5 separate regions of the Mus musculus genome follow, and regions 2, 3, 4 and 5 are each linked to region 1. A link is a contact called in public Hi-C and HiChIP or PLAC-seq data. All regions are on one chromosome and are shown on one strand. Each heading gives the region's core, a stretch centred on a gene start, on an enhancer-like site or on the middle of the called end of the contact. The rest is flanking DNA. Distances are from core to core; before and after follow the strand shown. Region 1 holds the start of Bcor (BCL6 interacting corepressor). Region 2 has its middle 73 kb from the start of Gm26314. Region 3 has its middle 100 kb from the start of Gm26314. Region 4 has its middle 29 kb from the start of Gm26314. Region 5 has its middle 110 kb from the start of Atp6ap2.

Region 1 (5,187 bases), core at 2,566-5,065:
TAACAGTATAGCCCACATTACATAAAGTAAAAATGCATCTTTACCATTCATGTATGGAGTGTTCCAATAACTCCAATAATAAATCTAGTAACATCAGCCAGAAAAACACCAGCTGAGGAGGCCTATATAGGAGGCTACAGAACTAGGGTTTCCATTCTATACATACCTGTCATAAATGAATCCCCAACCACACACACAAAGTTGGGAACCCAGATTGCCCCTAATTGTAGGTAGGACCTTTGCATAGGATGCAAGGCCTTACCCCAGACCTAGGGGTGGCTAGACTGGTGGAAGTGCGGAAGGTCTTATAATCAGCAGAATTCAGCAAGGACAGACAGGTTTCAAATTTGCTCCTAGAAGCTCCAATTTGGTTGTCCAGTTGCAGAGCCTGCTTAGAATCTGTAGCAAGAGAAGGCCCGGGAGTCTAAAGTCCAGCCGAACGTTATAATCACAAGGCCTTTTCATGGGGGATGAGGCTGGTGGGGGAGGGGAAGCATCCGCAGCTCCACCTCGCAGTACTTCTCATTTCCGTGCTGATTTATTTTTCATCTGGCAAGGCATCCTCCCTTGCCTCGCTCTCACTTGCTCATCTGCTGCGCTTTGCTTTCCCTGAAATCCTCCCTTTTCGGAGTATCACAGTCTGACATCAGGGTCAGCTCTAGTGGGCCTTAGAGGAGAGGGCAGGGAAGAGTGCGACCATATGCATCTGGGCACTCCCAGATTCAGTAGCCACCCCTTTGAGTGAGGGGCACAAGAAGGGACTGCTTTTCAACAGCTTTCTTTTCCCAGGCAACAATTTTGACGAACCAGGCCAATAGGTGTGATCCTTCTCCACTTAGGGCCCTGGGGAAAGTCTCACATTTTAATTCTCAGTGAGTCAGAAACACCCCCCCCACACACACACACACATTTTTGCGCCTGCCTCTTAGGACTCCCTTAATAAGATATTTTTTAAATCCCACGGAATTGGGAAACGCATCCCTAAGAGATGGAAGAGAAAGCTTTTAATTCCACCAACTCACTGGAGAACCCCGTGGAGTCCAGAGACTCCCTTAAAGAAGAGGGGGTGACTGCCACAAATTACGTCAAAGGCGAATTTACTGGCCTGTTTGTCTCCAGCATCAAATTTCTCCAGCAGTCAGCCTTCCCCAAGGCCCCTTCACCCTTACAGCACCCCCCTCCGTTTTAGCTCTAGGACTTAAAGTTAGACAAACAGACCCCATTGTCAGCAGTCTCAGGAGGCCCTACGACTCGAGAGGCCTCAGGCTCCATGATCGCCTCCTGGATTTTCGGAAAGTTCTGGACAGTTAATGTAACTTGGACGCTGGGAAAAGCCTGTTCCTGGGAGAATTGGGAGGTGAGAAGAGGGGGAGAGAAGGTGGCTGGGCAGCGAGCCAGGGCTTCTGCGGTGCGGCCTAACCAAGCCGGATGAGCCTGGCACTGCTCTGCTGTTAGTCCAGGCCAGCCCTCCTGCCCAGCCCACAGCCGCACCGCGGCCTTTCTGCCTGGAATCGTGTACAGAGTTTCCCCACAAATACCCAACTCCAGCTTTCCCGGTTATTTAAGACTTGTTTTGAATAAAAGGAGTCGCTTCAAAAAGAAATGTTGCTACAACACACAACCAGCGGCCTTCCCTCCAGCTGTGTCTGTAACTTGCATGCGTTCAGTCTAATAACTTTTAATGTCTAGCCCTAAAACGTCTTTATAAAAAATAGCTTTACAGCATAATAGTCCAGGTGTCTTTCTGCTTGTTACCGGAGATTAAAAAAATGTGTAGGTTAGCTTTCAGAGACACCCCCTCCGCCACTCAAGAAAGACCAGGAAAAAGAAAAAAAAAAAAAGGCATACATTCCATTCTGCAGGCGCTGGTTCTGGAAGCATTAGCGGCACAGCACAGCTAGGCACTACCCACTGGCCTGCCTCTCTTTTGCATCAGTTGTTACAAGCATCTCTGGAGCATGAAGATTTAATTCTGTTCAAAGTTTCGGGTTTCAAACGGTAGAGATGTTTCACTTCTGCTTTGAGAAGGGCTGTTTTTATAACTATGCTGAGAACTAAAACAGAATGAATAAAATTGCACCTAATATCAGTCACAAAGTCAGTAGTGGGTGTCATTTTTAAAAGGAAAAATATCTTCTAGCTAGAGATGAGATTTTTTGGTCTTGACCTTGACTTAATAATCAACTTGAGATGCTTTTAATTCATTGTTGGCGTGTAGACGCTCCAGGATATTTAAAAACTTTCCGAGTGGGGTTACTAGCCACTTCCATTTCGGACTTAGGTTCTCATCAAGCCTGCACCACCCTGTCCCTAGGCAGAAGACATACTCCAGCCCGTCCCAGAATCGAAAGACCCCGTAGAAGCACCGAATGGGGTAACCTTTTGGCCTCGGTGTCAGGGCTCCCAGCCTGTGTGCCTTGACTTCCCTTCCCGCCAGCTTTTCAAACTGGAGCGGTGTTCGTCCTTGAGGCTCTGCATTCCGGGGAGGCCTGAACCTCGCTTCTCGGCTTCCCCCTTTCGCTTGCCTGCCCTTCCCCGCCCCCCATCCCCCCCTGGCGCCCAGAGCTGCTCCTGGTGCGTAGGAGAAGCTCGATACGTGTCAATTGGATTGAACTGCTGCGGGCGCAGGCTGTACACTGCCGCCGAGCCTTGATCTGCACGACGTTACCGAGTGAAAATTTATGGGCTGAACGGTGAAGCCAAAAGTTGTTCCCGGCCAAGTAAAATAAAACGCGGGAGATACTCTCACGAGGCCGAGGTGAGAGACGAGGGCAGACCTTCCAGCCATCGGAGGTCCGGACTGTGAAATGCTTAAGAACTGGGAGAAACTCAGGCTCATCCCAGGTCCCTTTATGGTCCTCCCACCCCCTTGTGTCCCCAAGAGCAGCCCCCCACCTCAACACAATTCCCACACAATTGAAATGTCCGGGGAGCAAGGGCGCGGAACTGCCACTGTTGCGGGTGGTGGTGTTTTCACGTAGCTCTTAGCGCCTTAAGGGGAAGTAGCTCCTCTGGGAAGAAGGGGCGAGGTGCGGTGGGGGTGGACGCCCACGCGCACTCAGGCTCTGCTGGGCTGGCTCTCGGAGGGGACGCTAGGCCGGGAGAGCGCAGCGCTGGTGGCGAGAGGAGGCAGTGGCGCCTGCCGCTGGGGTTTGACAGCTTTGGCTGAGAGGAGTGCGAGGCGCTTTATGGTAATTGCGGTCCTCCACTGGCCTTCTGGGTAGCAAGGGGAGTCTCGGCGCGCGGCAGGGAAAGCCTCCCCCGCCGCCCCGCCGCCCCGCCGCCCCCCATTCTTGGGGCTGGGGATTTGTTGGCCGACCTAGCCGTCGCCGCTGCGGAGTCGGTCTCCAATACCCTAGGACGTGAGCCCTGGCTGGGCGTGAATGCTAACTCGGCCGGAGCTGGGACGGAGAGGACAGAGGGCGGTAGAGTTGGGGGGGGGGTACGAGGACACGACCCGCCACCCAGGTGGTTTGGGGTTCAGATGTGGCGAGGCCCCAATGCACCCGGCTGGGAATCCGTGAGGGCCGGGGAAAGTCGGGCGAACCTTTCCTGGGGAATCACCCCCTCCCGAAACCCCACCGCGGAGGCGCCGCAGCGGAGGGTGAGCGGAGACTGGGGATCTCAAACTTGCGAGAGCTGGAGGCGGCGGCGGCGGCGGGCGGGCGGGCGGCTGTCGCTCGAGCGCTGCGCCTGAGGGGGGAGGGGAGGCGGCTGTTGGGAGGGAGGGAGGGAGGGCGGGCGGAGGGAGGGGGAGGAGGAAGAGGAGGGAACCTGGGAGGGGGGACGCGTTGGGATCGCGGCGTGCGGCAGCAGACGGAGCCTGAGCTCCCAGCGGCAAGGTGAGGCAGAGCTGCGCTCCGGGCCGAACGGCGACCGAGCTCTTCGGCCGAGGGGGAGACGCGCCGGAACCCAGAGCACGACCGAGAGCGGGAGCGAGGCGGGCGGCGGTGGCGGAGGGGGAGCACGCGAGCCGCCGGGCGGAGAGCCCGAGCCGCGCTGTCGCCGCGGAGGGACGACTTGGCCAACACACTCGCTCACACACACTCACACACACACCCAGCCCGAGCGGGCGCTCTCGGCGAACCGTCAACATGGCGCTGGGGCTCTTGCCCGAGCGCGGGCGGCAGCGGCGGCGCGGGAGCTGCTGAGGGTGACAGAGCTCGGGCCAGCTGCGGGAGGAGAGGATCGCGCGGGGCCGTCGCCACCTGCCCTGAAGCTCGCAGCCCGCCCCGCCCCGCCCCACCCCCACGCGGCCCAGAGCCCACCCCTCCGCCGGGCCGACCCCGAGGGCAGCAGAGCGGCTGCAGTCGGCGGCGAGCGAGCGCGGCGCTGGGAGTGGACTGCGGGCACCAGAGGAAGCCAAACTTTGCTGCTCGCTGCGCTTTCCCGGCCGGGCTCCTTCACGTAGCCGCCCTCTCCCGACCCCGCACACATTCACCCAGCCAGCCGCCCCCGGATCTTCCTCGCCGCCTGGACTCCGCTCCGGGGAAAACTTCAAAGCGCCGGATCGCAGGGCTCCCTGCCTACTTCCCGACTGGGGATTTCAGGTCAGTGCCCGGAACACCTTTCCCCGGGGGCCGCGGGCGGGCTGGCGCGCCGGGGACTGCAGCCGACCTCCTCCCTCCGAGGGTTTCTCCTCCGACTTCGGTAGACCCCCGTTGGGAGGCTTAGCTACCTTGCTCGCTTTCGGTTTTACATCAGAGCTGCAAGTTATTAAAAATGCAGCCAACCTAAGCGGCCCCCGCATGGGCACCAGGGAGGGAGGGACTCGACGGAGGACCTGCCGCCTCCCGAGGGGTTGGGAGGATCGGGAGTTGAACGAGTGGAAGTTTGCAGCCTCTGTGTGTCTGCGCGGGAGCGCGGTCGTCGCCGAGCGTCGGGAGTCAGGCGGGGGGGGGGGTGCTGGGCTGGAAGCTGGGAACCTCGTCTCGGCGTTACCTCGCTAGCAGGAAGGGGAGGGCGGCGGGTTCCCGTCTGCTTTCTTTTTCGACTCGGAAAAGAACTGTAAAAACCCCCAGCCGCCGCCGCTTCGTCTGGCCTCTCCTGGGGCCCGGCGGTGCCTCCGAGTGGAACGCCGGCTTGAGCGTGCGCTAGTGTGTGCGGCGGGCGCCTCGGACCGAGCCGAGCTCGACCTGCCGTCGTCGCTCAACTCCGGAGGGGAGTCCCGGGTTTTTCCTTGGCTTG
Region 2 (5,231 bases), core at 2,487-4,986, 300 kb after region 1:
CACACACAAGCCCAGAAGAGTCTCTCCTTTTGAGCAAGCTTTTTGAAGCTGGACAGCAAATCATCTCCTCATTTGCTCTGTCACTCACGGGCCTCTGGCTCCTTCCTGTTGCCATCTTGTGAGCATTTGGGGACAATAGAGACTAGAAAACTTAATCTGCCAGGGCCCTATAGCGGGTCTCCCATCTGTGGGCAAGTTCTAATTCAACTGGCTCTGTTCCTCCCATCACCCAATCACCTGATCAGAGTCTTAGAGGTGAGCGAAGGGCTTCCGTGCTCGTCGGTAAAGGAATAATGAAGATGTTCAGCCTCGTAGGAGTGGGCAATGGAGGGAAGATCTGAGCGCAGCCTCTAGTTTGGCTTGTTTCTGGTGACTTGCTCACAGCACTAATTTTGGAAGTTGATTGGCTAAATAGCAAATGGACCCCTATCAGCCTTGCTGTAGGCAATACCTCCAATATACAGTTACTGTGGAATGGTGGCATGGTTTTTTGTTTGTTTGTTTGTTTGTTTGTTTTGTTTTTTTGGCTTTGTTTTGTTTTTCAGCAATTTACAAGTAGCCTTGATTAGCTTGGACAGGTGAAAGCCACTGACTTCCTGGGCCTTCGTAGGTGTCCCATGTCCTCTAAAGAGCCATCAGGTTTGATTGTATATGCACACAACTCCCATTACCTCACTTCTTACTTTAATTGCCTTGCCCCATGCCCTGAGCACCTTGCTTTTGTATCCGCTAGATACTCCCAAACATTGACTCTGCAACATTATTGCCTCGTGAATCTTTGTTGTACAACTGAAACATTTCAGTGATTGGTGCTTTCAGTGGTGGACAACATAGATCTTGTTTGGTAACAAGAGGGGTGGTTACTTTACTTATTAGAACAAGTGTGGCATCCAGAGGCCTTCTCTTACTTTGTCTTTCTTCTCACTGCCTCTGACATAAGCTGGTAGGCTCTATTAGGAGTAGCTTTCTGGACCTGGTGTGTTCTAACTTGGAAGGGTCAGTTGTACATGTCGTTTCCAGTTCTATGTTCACTGATAACACACCGGTAGCTTCATGTCAATCACCTTGAGAGTACTCACACAATGGGAATTGATAACTGATATAAGTCAGGCCTTTCCCCTGAGGAGTGTGGGGGATTTTGCAGCTCTGCCACTATATTGGTACTTGGCTCTCACCACCATCAATGTGATTTCCCATAGAGCAGGCACAAGAACATTGAAAAATTACCTTTCCCAGATCCCGCTGTAGGGTTGCACGCATATGCCCCAGTAGTAGGTCTTTACTTCTGACTGCTCAAGATTTGCAGGTTGGACATGAGGTAGGTCATATTTCTGCATCTTTGGTGCCTTCTCTATGCAAGCGAGATGGTCCAGATGGAAATGTCTCTGGAAGTATTAGGACATCTCTGGTCTAGCTTTGTGGGTGGTGAGAACCATCACAGCAGCCAGACTCCACATTCTCAAACTGGATGTCAGCAGTTTTTTGACTCTTACACCACACTTATGGCTGTGCCTCTGAACCTATCAGTCTCAGTAGTAGTAGCTCAACATCACCACTTTTCTGATCGTGGCTGAGTGTAGCTCTCCTACAGGGTCAGCCCTGGAGCTCATTTCTGGAAGGTCTACATATGTCTTTATAGCCTCCAAAAAGATGCTGTTAACATGTAATTCAATGTGTTAAATCTCTTTCTGTTAAAACACCAGTGACAGTTAATATTGGTTGTCAACTTGATGAGGTCTAGAATCACCCAGAAACAAACCTCTGGGCATGTCTAGGAGAGCTATTTAGGCTGGGTTAATGAATTCAGGACGATCCATCCTAAATGTGGGCCTCACCATTTAATGGCTGGGGTTTCTGGACCAAATGAAAAGGGGAGAGAAAGAGAGAGTGAGAGAGAGGAGGGGAGAGAGAGTGTTAGTTGAGCATCAATGCTCATCTCTCTGCTCCCCTACTGCAGACACAATGAGACAAACGACCTCATGCCCCTGCTGCCGTGACTTCACGTCCCTGATGGACTGTACCCCCAGCAAAAGAGGCCAAACAAAACCCTTCTTTCCTTAAGTTGATTTTTGCCAGGCATTTCCTCACAAACAAGACAAGTCACCAAGACAACAACTCTAGTGAACTCTGCCACCCTCTGCTTCTCAGTTCTTCTCTTGCCATCTCTCCCTTGCTAGAATGAGCATTCTGGGGGAACACACACAAACCAACTTCTCTGCTAGTTTATAAACTTCTAGAAAGCAAAGTCCAATGGAACATTCCAGCTTGATACTTGGGTAATATTTTGTGGAAATTAGGCCCTTGCATACACTGAGCAAAACCGTCCACGACCGAGCTCCATCCCTGGCCTTCTCTTCACTTTTTATTTTTGGGATAGGGTCTCTCTAAGTTTCCCAGGCTGGAATTGAGTTTGCAATCTATCTGCTACAGCCTCCTGAGTAGCTAGGATTTAGGGCTTGTGCCATAGGTCTTGGCTCTGTGGTGTTATTGATCTCTGAACTTGTATCCCTATCTACCTCTGCCCTGTCCAGCACTACCTAGCAAAAAAATTTTTGGTCCTGGTCTTAAATTCTAACTCTGCACTCCTTTTATAGTATAGAAATTAGTCTGTAAGAAGTTTTCTCACCTGTAAAACGGGGCTAATGCTAACTGTTTTCAGGGTTATTGAAAAAATAATAAATCTATCATTTGATTTGAACATGAAAAAAGAAAACATTATGCTGGACAGTGATGCACACGCCTTTAATTCCCAGCACCCAAGAAGCAGAGGCAGGCAGATCTCTGTGAGTTTGAGGTCAGCCTGCTCTACAAAGCAAGTTCCAGGACAACCAAGGATGAAGAAAAAAAACAAAACAAAACAAAAAACAAAAAACAAAAAAAGAAACCAAAACAAAAACCAGAAAACCAAAAAAGAGACAAAGCAGACCTCTTCCTCTGGCCACTTGTTAGTCATCCAGCTGGGGCTGGCTGCTAGGGTGGACCATTGGGGTCACAAGGCCTCCGTGACTTGTACCTTGGAGCCTCACTTGCTTTGAGGCCCAAGGCAAGTTAATTCACCTGTTTGAATTTCCATCTCTTCCTCTGAAGGAGGAGTGAAAATAATTAACTAACCCAAACCTTCCTTCAAGTACGGCAGGGGTCGGAGTGTTCATGTGAAGATAGTGTTTTATTTTAGGGATTTACATCTCACTGGCGGGTAAAGGCATCTGAAAGACAGGAATGGTGGATTCTGCTACAACTAGGGTGCCGTTATAAGAGTCCCCCAAGAAAATACAACTCCTAGCATGGAGAAAAGGCTTCATATATGCTGGCTCTTTTTATTATCAGCCATGACACCCAGGAATGACTTCCACAGACAGCCTCCACCTCATTATTGACAGCAAGAAGTACAGTTAAATTGTGCTGGATCCAAAAACCACTGTTTGTGGTAAGGATTCCCAGACTACCTGCAGCTTGGCTTTCAATCCCAGCCACTAATCACCTGGGTCACCTTGCAGCATATTTTGCGCTAGCTGAGCCTGGAGGATTCATTAGGAGGTCTGGCTATCAAAGACTAATGACTTCTAAAAGACGATTTCGGTGGGTGTTTAGTCATCATTGCCTTAAATTAGAAAAACATTCTTCTACTAGAAATGATTGCAGCCCTGCCTGATGGCCCAGAACCAGGATGGCACCTCCATCACTCTGTACTCTTAAAGTTCCTAGCCCCTGGGAATTTCCCTGGCAGCTGTTTGAGTAGGGGCGGGGACTCCTAGTTCCTGTATTCTCAAGCTCCTTGGTCTCAAGGGAGGGTTTAAGCTCCACCTCTAGTGCCATCGAATGGTAAGTCTTTGTCCCCTGCCTCCCCTAAGAGCCTGAGATGGCTTGGAGCTTGAGTTCAGAAGCATGGACGGTATCTTTTCCTTCATATGGGTGGTTCTTCCCATTTTGTGGATTGATATTTCTCGTGACTGCCCACTTTGGTTTTATATAACTCATTCTGGAAATCACAGTGTGGCTGGCCTTCCTTTAGCACCTAGGGTACAGGGGGGAGGGGGATGACTCACTCAAATTTACATTCTGCCTCCAGTAGAGAGGGTTTTGTGGTACACATCTTGGGTAATCACCGCCCCACCCCTCTGGCTTCATCTTACTTTCTTATTTTTTTCTTTTGCCTCATCTGTTCTTACTAATTCGCAATTTATTTTATGCTGTGCTTCTGTGTGCATCTTTGTAAACCCTAAATATATCTGGGCAGATATAAATCAATAGAAGTGCATAGTGGCTAATGGAAGCTCTGGATAGCTTTCTTGTGAAAACAATTGTCCCTGAATATATAGGCCTGCGTCCTGAGGCTACAGAGGGCAATAGAGAGGAAGGTGAGAGAACTAAAATACAAAGAGCTACAGGGAATTGTATTTGAATCACCCTGCCCTCCATCTTCCAAACCAAACCAATCTCAACCTCCACCCCACCATGGAGGAAAACATGGATTTTAATAAATCAAATCACTTAAAGATGTACCTTATATGGAAAATTACAAATATTAAACATGGATTAAATATCGGGAATATTAAACACTATAATTAATCTAAACATGATATCACACACTTGTAATCACAGCACTCAGGAGGGGGAAGGCAGGAAGGTTGCCATGAGTTCGAGGTTAGCTTTGGCTAACCTAAATATATCTGTGAGCACAGCTTCTGCCACCAAGAATGAGAGTGAGAGTCTGCCTGAAGCAAGCAAACACCCGACGCTGTAATTAGCCCCTACCCTGGTCCAACAACTATGAATCCATGTCTTGTACTGTTGATGTGGCCCTCCTGTGCAATTATGATCTATGTATGGGGGGGTATGTGTGTGCATGTACAAGTCACAGGCTAATATCTACTGTCATCCTTACTCACTGTCCACCATATTATTATTAATTTTTAGATGGCATCTCTCAGGAGCTTATCCATTCAGCTAAACTGGCTGCTCATTGGACTCTAGGGGTCCCTTTATTTGCATCCCGAGAGTCCTGGGGTTCTAGATTTCTGCTGCTCAATCCGGCATTTACGTGGATGCTGGAGATCTCAACTCAGGCCCTCATTCATGCTTATGAGGCAATTGCTTTACTGACTGAGCCATCTCTCCAGTCTGAGTTATGATTTTTAATTTTTTAGTAATAAGCATTTTATTCCTTCTTCCCATAGGGCATGGGTTGTGCTGACTTCTAATGTTATCCAAAGTTCTGCTTGGGCCTGGCC
Region 3 (5,118 bases), core at 814-3,313, 330 kb after region 1:
CCCACCAGGCAGTGGGGCACATGCCTTTAATCCCAGCACTTAGGAGGCAGAGGCAGGAGGATTTCTGAGTTTGAGGCCAGCCTGGTCTACAGAGTGAGTTCCAGGACAGCCAGGACTACACAGAGAAACCCTGTCTCAAAATGCCCCCCCCCATAAAAAAGACAGGGTCTCCCTAGCTGACCTGATACTCAATATATAGACCAAGATGGCCTCAAATTCACAGAGATCCACCTGCCTCTGCTTCTTTAGTGCTGGAATTATAGGTATGTGCCACCACACCCAGCTCAACCCAAAGACTTTTTACTAGGATAATAGTGTAGCACTGAATTCTGGAGCAGGGACATTCTGTTTTCATTCCAGCCATCTGCTTATCCTATTGAGTTTCTAAGAGTACATTTCCCAGGATTCTTTGAAGTTAGGTTGGGGCCATGTGACATAGCTGTAGCCTATGGAAAGTGAATAGAAGTGATGTTGAATCATAACTTCTCCCATTTCAGGTCCCTCCATTTCTTCTTTCCATTCTCTTTTGACCTTGCAAGTCACCTGTTGAAGTTGGTAGTGCCATTTCTAAGAGATAGAAGAAATCTGAAGTTTAGATTAATGAATTATCTTGGGGTAGGCTGTTTTTAGAATTGCTGCTAGGAATGGGATGTGAGCAAGAAATACACTTTTGCATATGAGGACTAACTGAAGGACCTTGTATCTCAGGCAGGCTTGTAGACTTCAAATGCAGTAGGGAAGTTGCCTCAGGGTGGGGCAGGCTCCATCTGGAAAGCACCCTTGGGCACTGTTGGTGATGCTGCTAGGAAATAAAGGAGGTCCACTCTTTACCCCAACCCCTTTCCAGAATTTCTCAGAGTCTTTAAGTGAATTTTGTCACAGCCTTTCTAGCTCCACAAGCCACAGAGCATCAGTGTGGTGTGTGCAAAGGTTGCTGAAAATGGGTAGCCACAGTGTGATCCCTCCATTTCATAAGATGGTGACTTTGACTGCACAGTACTGGGGAAAGGACTGGCCTGATGGTTTGGAGCTGTGGATTCTAGACCTATGTCTGTGCCACATGAGAAGGGCATGGTCCCTCTTTCAGCCAGTGTCTTGGTTTGCAAAGTGAAAATGGGGGTAAAAGATGGGAAAAGAGATGAGTTTTGGAGATGGTGTCTAGGCCTAATAGCCTGTAATGCTGCATCTATCTGCATCTCTGATGGCAGGAGAATCCATGTAGTTTTGGAAATGAAACCAAAACATCCACAGGTAGTCTTTGTCTCGAGCCCTGCAGCTAGAGCCAACATTGGGCTGTATCGGTAAGCTTGCAGGGCTGGGAACAAAGATAACCTGTGGATGTGCAGCCTTCCATAGTCCTGGTGGGGACAGAGGCCCAGGGTTGGGCTGCTATAGGAGAAAAAAGGCCCAAGTCAAACATTGCACTGCTGTTATATTTGTGACCCAGACTGACCATTGCTGTGGAAGGCCAAACCAGGGAGGCCTGGAATGGGGCCAGAGCTGTCACCGTCTGGGCATCTGAGCCCAGGGAGCCCCCGAGGTCAGCTGCCTCTTCAGAGTGGAGAGCAGCCAATTCTCACTGTCTCAGCTGCCAGCTGCCACCAAATCCCAGCAATGAATCCAAAGTAGCAAAGGCCAGCCTTGGCGCCCTTATCTTCTTCTCTACCTGAAGCCTGTGCTGGGCAGAGCCTGACACACCTGGGGAAGGGAGAGTTGTGCTTCTAACGGTTGGTTGGTTGTGCATCTCTTTAGCACCCAAGGAGGCCTGTGGATCCCTTCACAGACTGGTGGATTTCCAATGCACAAAACAGGATTACAGAGGAGACCAATTAGATTGAAATGTAGCTATCCAAATATTCAAAAGCAACTTTGTGGGGCAGTAATAGATGTGGTTTTTCATTAACACATTAAAGAACAGGATTTAGTGGCAGATCTAATGACTACCATTGTTTCACACTAGTGAGGTGCAGATGCAATCTTTAAAGATACCAACTCCCAAGGGATCCAAGGATAGCTGTGGTTTCTGCTGGTGACAGTCACAGGAGGAACCAAACACTGTGCCATGAAATGGAAGGAAGTGCTTGTTTTCAGTTAGAGGTTAGTTATACTGATGACACATTTTCTGTCTCACCCCACCCCCATCAAGTTCACAGACCCTTGACTACTTTTATGGACCCCCTAGCTTAGTAGAAAACAGGAACACCCTGTTAGGAGACAGGAAGACACTGAGGTATGACCAGGGACACTGTGCAGTGAACCAGTCCTTGCCTCGTGTTCAGCAGGGCAGGTGGAACTACATCAGGGTTGGCTAATTAGAGCAGAGTGCTGCCTCCCTGCCACCCCGCCTGTGGTAAGCACAGCTAGTTGATGGTGGTGGGAGCCAAGAGATGCAGAACCCTTCTCAGTCCAGCGCTCCAAGCAGCCATCACTAACCGATTGGAGCTGGCACCAAAATGAAACCAATTTGCCATTCCAAGGCTGGAAGCTCTCTAAGGCCTGTTCCAGCCTGACATCATATGATTACCCATGATTAAAATATGCTCCCTGCCCACAAGAAACTTCTGAACTGCCAAGTGTCTTAGAGGCCCTTTTGGAGCAAGCAGGGGACCCACATCCACAGAGCTCCTCACCAGGCCTTCAGTCATTTCACAGCCAGGGCATCGATTTTACTTTTCGACTTGTAATTTCCACCTCCTGGATTCCATTATCACTCGCTCAATAGACGACGGCTCGCCATTTCTCTGGCCACGGCTCTGAGACTCATGCATTACTGAGCAGAAGCAGAAGACATTGCCTAAAACACATTACTACCTGGAAGTAATGATTGGGTTTTAACACAGTCAAGACCTTGATGAGTCTGTGGATAAGCAATCACTCCACCTTCCTCCTTCCCCAGACACCCGACTTCCCAGAAGGGAATTTGAATTAACCCCACGTGCTCAAACCTTAAACCTGGGCTAGCTCTGTCTTGCCCAAGACCCTCACATTCACGTGATTGACCCTGCAGTTGCAAGCTGTCATCACTATCCTTTCAGATATACTGTCATTGACTGGTTCTTTGGGTGTGTGTGTGGGGGGGGGGGGAGACCCACATCTGTTCATCCAGGGCTGCTGAAGTAGTCAGGAATGGGTAATGTGGGACAGAAGTTTTTGGCCAGTAGCTCTCAGTATGAAACCTGTGGTCACCAACTCCATAGCCTCATTACCAGGTTAAAAATCTAAGTGTTGGCTCCAGTGAACCAGAACCCGAGTAACCTGGTGTGGCGACTGCTCCTGTAGGGGCATTCTGATGTGCTAACAGGTTGGAATAGTGGTTGAAGGCTGAAAATGGGGAGGCCCTATGTGAACACATTAGTGCCCTAGACAGTCACCTTTTGGAGGCCTCAGCTGCTTTGTCCATAAAACAGAGGCAATGCTGCCTGCCTGCCTTCCTAGTTTCACAAGATGACCATCAACTAACTAGACTTAATGCAGCTGAGGCCAAACAGAGGCCTGGCTACCCGGAGCCAAGGCATCACAAATGCATGGTGTTGCCAGGTGGTGGGCATGGTTAGGGAAGGAGGGGGTCCATTTTAAGACTAAACATTGGGACGTTGCTTTGTTCTGAGATAAGCGGGGAATAGCCATTTTCTGTTTTCTGGGACATGAAGATTGTTGCTCAGCCTGGGGATGCCACCTTCCCTTTGGCTCCCACTGAGCAGCTTTCTGGGGACTTGACTGCCCCATCTAACAGTTTTGAGTATTTAAATCCACCCTCTGCTGCTGTTGTTCTCCTATGACTCATTGTTAACAAAATTTCTAAATCCAGGTCAATTAAAATTCCTGGGTGTGAGCCACTTGGGTGGCAGGGTAAAGGGGATTACAGGATAGCATTCAGTGGCAGTGGCGACCAACAAACAAAGCAAGTAGGGCTGTTTTCATCCCTAGTTACACCCCCTGGGTGTGGGAAAACAAAGACCACAATGGCAGCTCTTGGCAGATGATCAAAGGTTGATCTTTCTTCCCAGTTTGGAGGACCACGTCCTACAGGCTGAAACAGGGTCATCTTTTAGCCGAGTTGGCTCTCAACCTTCCTAATGTTGTGGCTCTTTAATACAGTTTCTCATGTTGTGAAAACCCCCAACCATACAATTTTTTATACTACTACTTCATAACTGTAATTTTGGTATGGTTATGAGTTGCAATGTAAATATCCACAGGTCAAGAATCCCTGTGAAATTTAGCCTTTCTCAGGCAAGCCCAGAAGGCACCCATCTCATCTTTGCACTTGACTACCCCAGCTTTACTTAGGGAAACTGAGATATGCTTGGGACGCCATTTAATATTTTTAACAATCCTACCTAGAACATGAGCCATTCCTGTCATAGGTGCAGACCAGAGTCCCAAGGACACTTGCTCATATTTCCAGGAACAGAGACCTGGACTAAGGACCAGTGAGATGGCACAGCCAATAGGAAGCAATTGCTGCGAAGCCTGATGGCCTGAGATGGATCCCTAGGACCCACACAGTGGAAGGAGATAATCAACTCCAGAGAGTTGTCCTCTGACCTCCATATAATTGCCATAGCATGTGCTCTCTTGCATATGCATACATACACACAAATATAAACATACACGGAATAATAATATGTTATTATTATTATTACCAGGGACAGAAGAAATAGTGATGGAAATAGTTGAGTAAGAAAAAGAACAGCCCTTCTAAGAGTGAAATTGGCTAAAAGCTGGGAAAAGTACAAGGATCACAAGCTTTTAGACCCTGAACACCATGACCTTTTTATATAGGTCGTTTGTGCAGTGACCTGCCTTTTCTCACACTTGGAGAGCTTGCAATTTTCTCATCTCTGTCCTATGGTTGATGGGTTTCTAGTCTTCTACTGCCATTGGCTTTTTCATGTTTGCCCCGTGACTCTCCATGCTTTCTTCTCCAGCCACAACCTATTGTGCAAACAAGGAAACCGAGGCACAGAGAATCAAGCAACTTGCCCACATGGTATCAGGGCTGGGGTTTAAAGTCCAATTTATCCCCAGAGCCCATGTTCTTTATGGACCCACTTTTTATGGACCCCTTTTCAGGAAGGCCTCATGGAGTAAGAAGAAATCAGCATAAAGGGACCC
Region 4 (4,868 bases), core at 248-2,747, 260 kb after region 1:
CCATTTTTTTTTTAAACACAAATATGAGCCTCGAATGGGTGCTGTAAGAGTCATTAATCCTTGATAACCGACTGTTTTATCTTTTGATTAAAAAAAAAAGGCAGGCTGACTGACAGTGAGCTCACAACGATAGGTTCATTAAGAAGCCTGGTTCAGATGTGGCCTGGCAAATAAACACCTAGCTTTCCATTAACCAGGCAGCCCCCTGGTTCTCTCAGACTTAAAATGGAAGGGACACCTAAACTAGTCTTGTTTTGATGAAGCAGCAGGAAGTGTTCAAGCCTCCCCCCCCCAAACGGCCCCCAAACTGAGGATTTTCAGTGGTACTACCAGGTTGTCAAAATTTAATGGGTGTTGTTAACAGGGACTCTGAAGTATTGTGGTGTGTTTGGCTATCAGCAACTTTCAGGCCTGCTGGTGACGTTGGGCTGCTGTATTTCAATGGAGACCTTAACAGCAGAGACTTCGGCTGCCCTGGTGGGCCTGGAGGACTCTAACAGTGCGGGTCTACTGGGTTGGAAGAAGGCAGCTGATGGTGAGAGTGGGGTCCCCCAAGAGTGCAGAGGAAGAGAGGCTTTCCATGCTGCCTTGGCCAATGACACCTTTAAGTCTACTTCACACTAACCTGAGGCTGGGAAGCCCACCGTTTGGCCTGTCCATAGGACAGACAGCTTGTATGGGAATGTTTCTGGAAAGGGTGAGACTGGCCCCCCTCCACTTTGTCTTCTTCCCCTACTTTGCCCTTTTCTCCTCATCCTTTGCTTCTTTCTATCCCTCCCATCCCTTTCCTTTTTTCCTTCTCTCTTCCCCTTTTCCCATTCTCTAGCTTTCCTCTGATCTCCTTTTCAGTACCTCCTTTCCCCTACCCCTCCAGTCCCCTTCCTTCTGCTCCCTCGTTCCCATCCTCCTCACTTTCCTCCCCCCTTTCTTCTCCTTCTCCTATTCTGCCCTCACACCCTCCTCTTCTTCCCTAGTGCTCAACTCAAAATTTGACAGCACCCAAGCAGCTCAAGTTGAGTGTCGCCAGCAAACTGCCACTTCTCTGGATGACATCCTCAATTAGACTCCAGTCCTTCCCCCCACCATGTCCCTCCACAGACACATTGCTTGCTGGCCTTGTCTAGGAAGGGTGGCAAACACTTCCTGGTATTTTAATCTTAGCTCAGTGACCAATAGGAGGCTCTGACTTTCAGGCCAAGAGCATGCCCAACCCTGGCCAGTGTCTGGTGACTGAGCAGTCTCAGCCCAGACCATAAGCCAGAGTGTGGCCGGTCCAGGCTGCATATTCCCACCCTCACCTGGGATGGAGGGAGGGAGGTAACTGAGACTAGCTGTTTTCCAAGAAGGTCTCAAAATAAAGTTCTCCAAGGGAAGTTGAGTTTCCTGGAAGTGGCAGAAGGTGTGTGGGTTGAGCATGGTGGGATGTGTATATGTGTGCAAGTTTCTTGTGTCCCTGGGGAGAAGGAATGACTGCTTTGGCCCAGGAGGAAGGCGACATTCTGCCTGGAGCCGCTGGGCACCACCATGCGTTCAGAGGATGCTAGAGTGCTTTGCCGGTGGAGAGCTTATTTTGCCCAGCAGGACCAAAAATCCAATTAAAGAAAGAATGAGGGAAATGTGAAGTCTGGACTCCGTGCTGGCACCACCCTGGCCGACTTCCTTGGCAGGGATTTCTGCTGAGGGGAAGGGCCAGTGATGGTCCTGGGGATAGCCCAACCCAGAGGCTCTCAGCCATGGCCAAACACAAGGCTTCTGCCAGCCATCAGGCCCTCTTTGCCTGTCTCCCACCCCCATCCCATGCCACAGTCTCCTGGAGGACCCGCTGATGGTGTGGAGAGTCCGATTGGCTGGCAGCAGCTAGGGCACCAGCCAGCCTCAGCTCTTGGGCCATTTGAGCCACCCACCCTCCTGTGCCTATTGACATGGGTGAGAATCGCACAGGCAGATTAAAGGCAGCATATGGCCCCCCAACTGGAAGCCAGCGGGGCTGAACCAACACTGGCAAATTGTGTTCAAACCGCATTGAGAATCCTGGCAGCTGCACCTGGCATGGGGAGCAGCCGGCGACCTGCATACAAAGGGAGTTTTATACACAGGGGGCCAAGGCAGCCGCGTTGGCGGCTCTGCCCCCACTCCCTGCAGCCTGGTTCTCACCTCCCCCTCAGCCCAGATCTGGCCACTGGCCCTGGGAGGAGAAGCTCTCTGTCCAGGTTTCCAAACCTGCAGAAAGGCAGCAATGGGGACAATCGTCAAAGGTAGAAGAAATTTCTCAGTGTCTTTTTCTCTCTTCTAACCCTGTGCCTATAAGCCCCTATGACCCCCCCCCAATTCACTAAGGGCCACATTTTAGTACCCAGGCAGGCAAGGAACCTACAAAGAACTACAGGGATCTCACTTCTGTAGAACCCAAAGAACCGAGAGGAGAGAGCTTCCAAGTGTCCCCATGTGTCAGGTGACACATAAGCAGTCGCCTGGGTCATTACTTGTCTCCTTTCCAAAATAAATAGTCAGAAGGCAGAGGCATCTAGCTACTTCATGAACGAAGGGGAAATATCAAGTAGCTGGCATGTAAAAATAAATAATGGGACTGGGGGAGGGGAGACCAATTAAGTTGCAATAAACCTACAGAGCCAGGTAGGGGCATGCACACACTCATCGGGTCAGCATGTAAAAACATGCTGGGTTGTGTCATCCAGTTAGTCAGGTGTGTGCTGCAGGTCAGCTGGGAACACAAGAGCATGTTTAATGGTAAGATCTGCCAAACCCTGAAGGGATGTTAAGTGGGAGTGTGTGTGCTTTTAGGGTACTCTTCATGGGCTAGGGTTTGCATAACCATAGCTGTTGGCTTCCCAAGGATGCTCTATCCTAGAGTCTGCTGCCATGGCCACATAAACCACCTATTTGGCTGGTAGCTCTCCATCCCCACCTTAAGGGCATACCAGTATTTCCTCCTGCCTGGCCATCTGCCACAGTTCTGGAAATAGAGTTTCCAGGGTAACTGGGGCATCCTTAGACGATGGTGGGTGGACACTTCAAGGGACTTAGAGAAGAGTCCAGGGAGGCATGAGGTACTCTTGCATCAGGACTAAGAAAATGCATCGTCATGAACCAGTGAGCCTGTCCCCAGTCCCTTTTTTAGAAAGGGTTTCCACTATGCAGCCCTGGCAGGCTTGGAATTTCATATGTAGACCAGGGTGGCTTCAAACTCACAGAGAGATCCACCTGCCACTGCTTCCCTCCAGATGCTTGGATTTAAGGTGTACACGCACCTATGAACCTGCCTTTTAGATGAAATCAGACTATTAGACTTGCTGCCCAGGCATGGGTTGGTGTCTTAGTTAATGTTCCTCTTGCTGTGTTAGAACGGCATCGCCAAAATCAACTTGGGGAGGAAACCATTTATTTCATCTTACATTTCTCAGATCCAATTCCACCACTAGGAAGTCAGGGCAGGAACTCAAGTAGAGCAGAAACTTAAGGGCAGGAGCTGATGCAGAGGCCGTGGAGGGGCGCTGCTTACTAACTTACCTCCCATGGCTTGCTCAGCCTGCTTTTGTATAGAACCTAGGACCACCTCTAGGGTTTGCATCACCCACACTAGACTGACTCCCCCCATCATTAATCAGCACAATGCCCTGGAAACTTACTCACGAGCAATTTGATAGAGATATTTTCTCAATTGTAGGTTCTGATTCCCAGATAATTCTAGTTGGCCAACTCAAGTTGACCAAAAACAAACAAACAGCAACACACACACACACACACACACACACACACACACACACACGCCCACAAGCAAACAATTGGAAAATGGCTTCCTTTCCTTATTACCCTGGTATAGATACTAGATGCCTTCTTCCCTTGTGGTTTGAGAGGGACAGCCATTTTGGAGGGGAAATCACGACACCTACATGTTTGTGTTCTGGGTTATCTCAGGCAAGGTTCAGAGTGCAGTAGGGGCTGGGGGCATGGTACCTTGCTCTTGTTTCATCTCTATGTGAAAATGGACAGGTGACACAGTGACCCACTCAAGGTCACCCAGTAGAGACTGACACAGACTGAATCCCCACTGCAGACTTTTCCTTGTTACCAGGCCAAGTGCAGAGGATGGTCTTCTAGTTTTGATTCATCCAGTCATAGGGAGAAGACGATGCCTACCCACTTCCTCCCAGACAAAAGGTGGGGGTCCCTTATGAGAGGAAAGTGTCAACTGTTCTCCTCCAGCCCCGCTCTCCTAAAGAAGGACAGAAAGGAAGGCTGACATACTATGGAGGGAGTCCCACTTTTGCCTGTCATTTTCCTCACAGCTGAGCCTTCTCCCTTCAAATCTGACTTCTGTCATTCCAATGAAGATGCGTCAGGGCCTGGGGACCATGGTTTGCCCATGAGAACTACAGGTAAGAGAGGCTGGGCACCTCCTTGAATCAGACTGGAGAAGAGCTGAGGGCATCTGGCTTCCTTATCTAAATGTTGACAGCAATCCCCACGAGCTGGAACTGCACGCTCTGTTTTGGTTTCTGTGGAAAGACTCCATGTAAGACTGTTCCCTGTTTGTGGTCTTCACATTTTAGCCTTTCAGATTTTAGCCTGAGCGTACCTTGTGTCATCACTGGCTAATATAGTTGCTGACTTACTTGACCAGATTGTCTTTTTTCTGTTTTGAACATTAACATACCTAGACAGCCCTATATTCCCTTCGCAGTTTTAACAGTAGTCTGGGTTGTGCTCACAAGTCTGTGCGCTCATTTCCTGGGTAGCCCCTGCTCACACAAATCCCGGGTTTTGCTGTCTGACTTGCTTTGCCCGGCAAGACACTGTTAATTGTGGTCAGTAAAGGTATAAAGAGTCCTTGAGTGGCCAGGTGTGGC
Region 5 (4,999 bases), core at 946-3,445, 400 kb before region 1:
GCATATAAAGTTTGCGTGTTCAGTGGGCCTCTCTTTCCAGTGATGGCCGACTAGGCCATCTTTAGATACATATGCAGCTAGAGTCAAGAGCTCCGGGGTACTGGTTAGTTCATAATGTTGTTGTACCTACAGGGTTGCAGATCTCTTTAGCTCCTTGGATACTTTCTCTAGCTCCTCCATTAGGGGCCCTGTGATCCATCCAATAGCTGACTGTGAGCATCCACTTATTATATCTTTTTATTATTATTCCTTAGAATCCTGTTAGTTTTTTTCTTTTTTTTAAAAGATCTATTAATTTATTTTATGTATATGAGTACACTGTAGCTGTACAGATGGTTATGAGCCATCATATGGTTGCTGGGAATTGAGCTCAGAACCTCTGCTCATTCCAGTCCTGCTCACTCCAGCCCAAAGATTTATTTATTATATGTAAGTACAATGTAGCTGTCTTCAGACACTCCAGAAGAGGACGTCAGATCTCATTACAGATGGTTGTGAGCCACCATGTGGTTGATGGGATTTGAACTCAGGACCTTTAGAAGAGCAGTCAGTGCTCTTAACCGCTGAGTCATCTCTCCAGCCTGCCTGTTACTTTTCTAATGAGAGAGAAAGGGGGTGGATCTGGATGGGAGGGGGACGTGTGGGGAGAAACTCGGAGGAGAACTGCAATCAGGATATATTGTGTGAGGAAAAAAAATCTATTTTTAATAAAAGGGAAAATTAAAAAGTAGGTCTACCCACTTCAAATGATTTAATTAAGGAAAAAAAAATCCCTCACAGGTGTGCCCAGCCACTTGGGTTTTAGTTAATTCTAGATGTAGTCAGGCTGACAGCCAAGAATAGTCAAAGTATTCAACACAGGCCTGGTGACCTGAGTTTGCTCTCTGGAAGGAGAGAACAGACGCCACAAACTTGTCCTTTGACATCCACACTCATGCTGTGGCACACATGTACCTCCCACCCCTCTCATGAGCACTGATACCCACAATAATACTAAAAGGAATAGCAGACTATAAGGCCGACAGGACCAGAAGAAGACATCCAGTACTGACCTCTAGCTTCCACATACAGATACATATGTTGTGGAATTTCAGACCACGAAGGAAAGACCCCCCCCCCCAGACTCAATTCAGACTGTAATTAGCCAAATTTGTTAGAACTGCTAGCAGGGCTACAGCTCTATCAGATATGTTCCACCAAGAGGTGGGTGAAGAAAGGAATTTTAAAGGCCAAACTCACAAGAAGTCCTTGAATATCTGCCTTAGCAAGCTACACAAACTAAAAAGGAAACCAACCCAACCCAACCAACCAAACAGCAGTTAGTCATCATCACAGAGCAGATGACGACAGATGCACATTTCAGGGGTGGGTGGGCTCAGGGTTGCTGGGAACTTAATCTCTCAGGGACCCAAATCACAGATAAATGGTTATTTGGTACCAAGATGGATGCCTAGCACAAATGGAGTTCCCATGAGCTCTCTCTCTCTCTCTCTCTCTCTCTCTCTCACACACACACACACAGCACGTATGTGTGGCCCAACCCTGGTTGTATTTTCAGCACCACAAAGCAAAACAGTATGTAGATATGATCAATATGTTTGGGAAAATCTGAGGGACATAGGCTAACAGGACTTTGGCATAGTGTGGAGGAAATGTGTGTTTCACTGTGACCCCTTCTGCCTTCTTTGCACTGGAAAAAAAATACTGTATCTTTAGTCCAGCATGTGCACACCTGTAATGCCAGCAATTGGATGACTGAGTCAAGAGAATTACTGAAAGGCTAGCCTGGTCTACATAGTGAATACCTGACCAGTCAAAGCTATATAGGGAGACCATGCCAAAACCAAGAAAACAAAATGCAAATTCCCGTATGATGGAAGTAATTGAAAAGAAGCTTGTTTATCATCTTAAGTCTATTCTGCCTACGGTCATGAAGGCCCCAGCTTACAGCCTCTGCCTTTTGCCATGTGCTATGAAATTGGCACCGCAAAAGCTGGGGGCCCTGGGTGGCCTCAGAATGGCTCCTGCACCTGCGCTTCTGTAGCTTCTCCTTTCTCATTCTTGGAAGTGGAGGGTCGGGGCAGATGGGCTTTAATCTTCTCCCGGCCACCTGCAACTCCACTTCCTGCATAGAAACAGGCAGTCTTCTTGACAAGCGACTGCTCACTCCAGCAGGTGTGTTCAGATACAGTGGGTGAGCAGAGTGTAAAAGGTAGAGTGCTTTTCCTTGTCCCCTCTGCCCCCAAATCTGTGTCCAACTCTAAACTCTTAGTATATAGAAAAGTGACTTTATCTGAAGATAGGATCTTTATGGAAATCATCAAGCTAACATACGACTACTAGGGGCCAATATAGCCGGGGTCCTTGTGTTGAGGTTTGCTCTTTTGCTGTGTATTGTAATGCTAAATACTGGCCTATAAGATTTAGTTGCCTCAGGGATGAGGGAATTTTTATGTACACCAAGTAATGCTATGTAACCTTGTTTCTAAATTTAAAACTATTGGTTGAATAAAGATATCTACAGCCTATAGCTGGGCAGAAGAGAGGTAGGTAGAATTCCAGTTCCCAGGCTTGGGGTTTGAGGCAGGACCACAAAGGTGAAGAGGGAGAAGGCGGAGAGAGGAGAAGATGCAATGGGGTAAGGGATCATGAGAACTGGCTATGAGGGCAGCCCAGGAAGAATATGTGCCGTAATAGTGCCATTCCTTGGGCCAAGCATATTCAAACCACCACAACATGGCAAGTCATATCATGGGGTTATTGGCAGGGAAGTAGACATAATATCATAGAGAGTAGATATCTGCTCAGCTCTGGTGCTGATTAAGGATTATTATAAATATAAAAGTTTTTGCCCCAGACACTATTGCATATGCCAGCAAGATTTTGCTAAAGGGACCCTGGTATAGCTGTCTCATATGAGGCTATGCCAGTGCCTGGCAAATACAGAAGTGGATGCTCACAGTCAGCTATTGGATGGATCACAGGGCCCCCAATGGAGAAGCTAGAGAAAGTATCCAAGGAGCTGAAGGGATCTGCAATCCTATAGGAGGAACAACAATATAAACTAACCAGTATTCCCCAGAGCTCGTGTCTCTAGCTGCATATGTAGCAGAAGATGGCCTAGTCATCATTGGGAAGAGAGGCCCCTTGGTATTGCAAACTTTATATGCACAGGGAAATTGCCAGGGCCAAGAAGTGGGAGTGGGTGGGTACGGGAGCAAGGCAGGGGGAGGGTATAGGGAACTTTCAGGATAGCATTTGAAATGTATATAAAGAAAATATCTAATAATCATTTTTTAAAAGTTTTTGTCTTTTATCTGGGAACTGAATGATCAAAGGCGGGGTAGAACCCCCCCCCCCATTAATGTTAAATATTTACAACATTCTTGTATTTGTCTACATAGACAGACTTGTGTGAGAGATAGAGCATGAAGATGAGAGAAAGGAGATGTATCTACAAGCCTGTGGATGCTAGAGATGGTCAGAAAAATGAGGAGAAGCTGGTAGAAGGTGGGGAAACGAGTCTTCTTCCTCAAAAGGAACCTGCTCTGTTGCACCTTCAAGACTAGGAGGCCCAGACAGTAGGTGGTGAAAAAATCAGTCAGTAAGCCATCATTTTTTCCCAGTTTCTGCCACCACGGATTATTTGAGCCTTAAGCTTCGTATAAGTGAGATAGCATCTCAGGTACTTCTGTGCTTGTATTTTTTCCTCCATATTAACATATGTGGAAGTTCCATACTATTGTATTTAAAGGCAGTCTGCCCTTTCTGTGTATGTGTGTATATATGTGTGTGTTCACGTCCTTATGCATGTGCTTGTAGAGGCCAGAGGTTGACATTGGGTGTCTTCTTCAATTATTCTCCACCTTATTTGGGAACAAGGTCTCTCATGGAATCTGGGCCTCATCAATTGGGCTAGATTTGCTGGGTAGTGAGTCTGAGGTATCCTCCTCCTCCTCAGGCCTAGGCTTGCACTGCTGTGTGCCTTCCTTCCATGGGTGGTGGGATTAGAACTCATATCATCATGCTTAGTGGAAAACACCTTACCCACTTAGTCATCTCAAGTCAGTCTGTCTTTTTTGTGTGTGTGTCTGTGTGTAGCATAACGACAGCACAACTCATTTACCTATTCTATTCTTATGATTGTGGGATGCTCATATCAAAGTTGGATTAATGTGCATAGGACTGTGCTTGTTTTTGAGACCAAGTCTCACTCTATACCCTTGGCTGGCCTTTAACTTGTAGTAACCCTCCTGAGTGCTGGGTTTACAGCTGTGGACTAATATGCTTTGCTGTGAGTAGTGCCATAAAGGAGAACACTTCTCCTGTTTGGGGAGGAACACACATGTGCTCACTATGGGTATTTTTATCTAAGAGTGGGATTCCTTGAGCAGGTCACAGAGCTAGCCTCTGCTCTGGCTCCGTTGTTACTGCATCAGCCATACATCCATCAGTGGCCTGTACAGTTCCACTTACTCCACAAATTGATTAGAACTTAGTGTCCTCATTTGCACCTTACTGCACCTCAGGAGGGGCAGTGCTACCCACAATGCACTAGCTGGATGCTCAGTTGCTGAGCAACCTTTCCTATGCGTTCAGACATCTTTGGATTGCATTCATTTCCTTCATCCCTTCTCTTGCTTTTTTTCCCTTAAAGACCTTGCTATTCTTCTTCTTTAAAAGCCAGTGGTCCAAACACCCAGGCAGAGAGGCCTCCATGGAGGCCAGCATCCCCCTTGCCTGTGCTCTCTTATCATCTGGAAGGGCCGTGAATGTCACCAGCAGAACACAGATGGGCTCCAGCAGGGTGGCTGCAGGTGTGTAAGGAATGCAGTTTCTGTGCAGTGGCCTTGCCCAGTGTGCCTGCCTTGCAGAATTCTTTTCCATTACATAAGACTGCATAAAATGCAAACTAACAAAAGCATTGAGAGTAAGTAATGGGGGAAATCCATCACTCCCTTGTCACTGGAAGACGCCTGTATCTGATGGCTGCCGGCAG

Evidence for each region. Hi-C and Micro-C count contacts between places; a contact is called where the count stands out from the background. HiChIP or PLAC-seq counts read pairs in DNA pulled down with a chosen protein or histone mark.
Region 2: a contact with region 1 is called in an H3K4me3 HiChIP or PLAC-seq map of pro-B cells, with 2.7 times the contacts expected there. The contact joins the enhancer-like site here to the promoter of Bcor in region 1. A contact is called at or near these places in 1 of 484 Hi-C or Micro-C datasets (cerebral cortex) and 5 of 115 datasets of contacts at active chromatin or transcription factors (acute myeloid leukemia, bone marrow-derived macrophages, embryonic forebrain and 2 more).
Region 3: a contact with region 1 is called in an H3K4me3 HiChIP or PLAC-seq map of pro-B cells, with 5 times the contacts expected there. The contact joins the enhancer-like site here to the promoter of Bcor in region 1. A contact is called at or near these places in 2 of 15 datasets of contacts at CTCF or cohesin (large pre-B cells and pro-B cells), 6 of 484 Hi-C or Micro-C datasets (the HL-1 cell line, Th1 cells, cerebellum and 3 more), 11 of 115 datasets of contacts at active chromatin or transcription factors (DN3 thymocytes, embryonic forebrain, embryonic limb bud and 7 more) and 1 of 9 other capture datasets (embryonic stem cells).
Region 4: a contact with region 1 is called in a Hi-C map of cerebellum, with 2.8 times the contacts expected there. The contact joins the enhancer-like site here to the promoter of Bcor in region 1. A contact is called at or near these places in 9 of 484 Hi-C or Micro-C datasets (brown adipocytes, cerebellar granule neurons, cerebellum and 5 more), 14 of 115 datasets of contacts at active chromatin or transcription factors (acute myeloid leukemia, astrocytes, double positive thymocytes and 10 more) and 1 of 9 other capture datasets (pancreatic islet).
Region 5: a contact with region 1 is called in an H3K4me3 HiChIP or PLAC-seq map of pro-B cells, with 3 times the contacts expected there. The contact joins the enhancer-like site here to the promoter of Bcor in region 1. A contact is called at or near these places in 2 of 115 datasets of contacts at active chromatin or transcription factors (large pre-B cells and pro-B cells) and 1 of 9 other capture datasets (embryonic stem cells).

The regions. Positions count from the first base shown.
Region 1 is chrX:12,079,181-12,084,367 of GRCm38.p6, reverse strand. Bcor (BCL6 interacting corepressor) reads left to right here and starts at 3,815. Exons shown (of 15, transcript NM_029510.3): 1 at 3,815-4,550.
Region 2 is chrX:11,775,251-11,780,481 of GRCm38.p6, reverse strand. No RefSeq gene overlaps it. Among named protein-coding and RNA genes, the nearest start is that of Gm26314, 73 kb to the left of the region's middle. Within about 2 kb of position 3,736, at least 11 of the 459 cell types and tissues checked have an H3K27ac peak or open chromatin away from gene starts, as enhancers often do. A contact at or near this core is called in pro-B cells, where this site is marked.
Region 3 is chrX:11,744,911-11,750,028 of GRCm38.p6, reverse strand. No RefSeq gene overlaps it. Among named protein-coding and RNA genes, the nearest start is that of Gm26314, 100 kb to the left of the region's middle. Within about 2 kb of position 2,063, at least 46 of the 459 cell types and tissues checked have an H3K27ac peak or open chromatin away from gene starts, as enhancers often do. A contact at or near this core is called in muscle stem cells, pancreatic cancer cells and pro-B cells, where this site is marked.
Region 4 is chrX:11,819,195-11,824,062 of GRCm38.p6, reverse strand. No RefSeq gene overlaps it. Among named protein-coding and RNA genes, the nearest start is that of Gm26314, 29 kb to the left of the region's middle. Within about 2 kb of position 1,497, at least 24 of the 459 cell types and tissues checked have an H3K27ac peak or open chromatin away from gene starts, as enhancers often do. A contact at or near this core is called in cerebellar granule neurons, cerebellum and cerebral cortex, where this site is marked.
Region 5 is chrX:12,476,492-12,481,490 of GRCm38.p6, reverse strand. No RefSeq gene overlaps it. Among named protein-coding and RNA genes, the nearest start is that of Atp6ap2, 110 kb to the left of the region's middle. Within about 2 kb of position 2,195, at least 14 of the 459 cell types and tissues checked have an H3K27ac peak or open chromatin away from gene starts, as enhancers often do.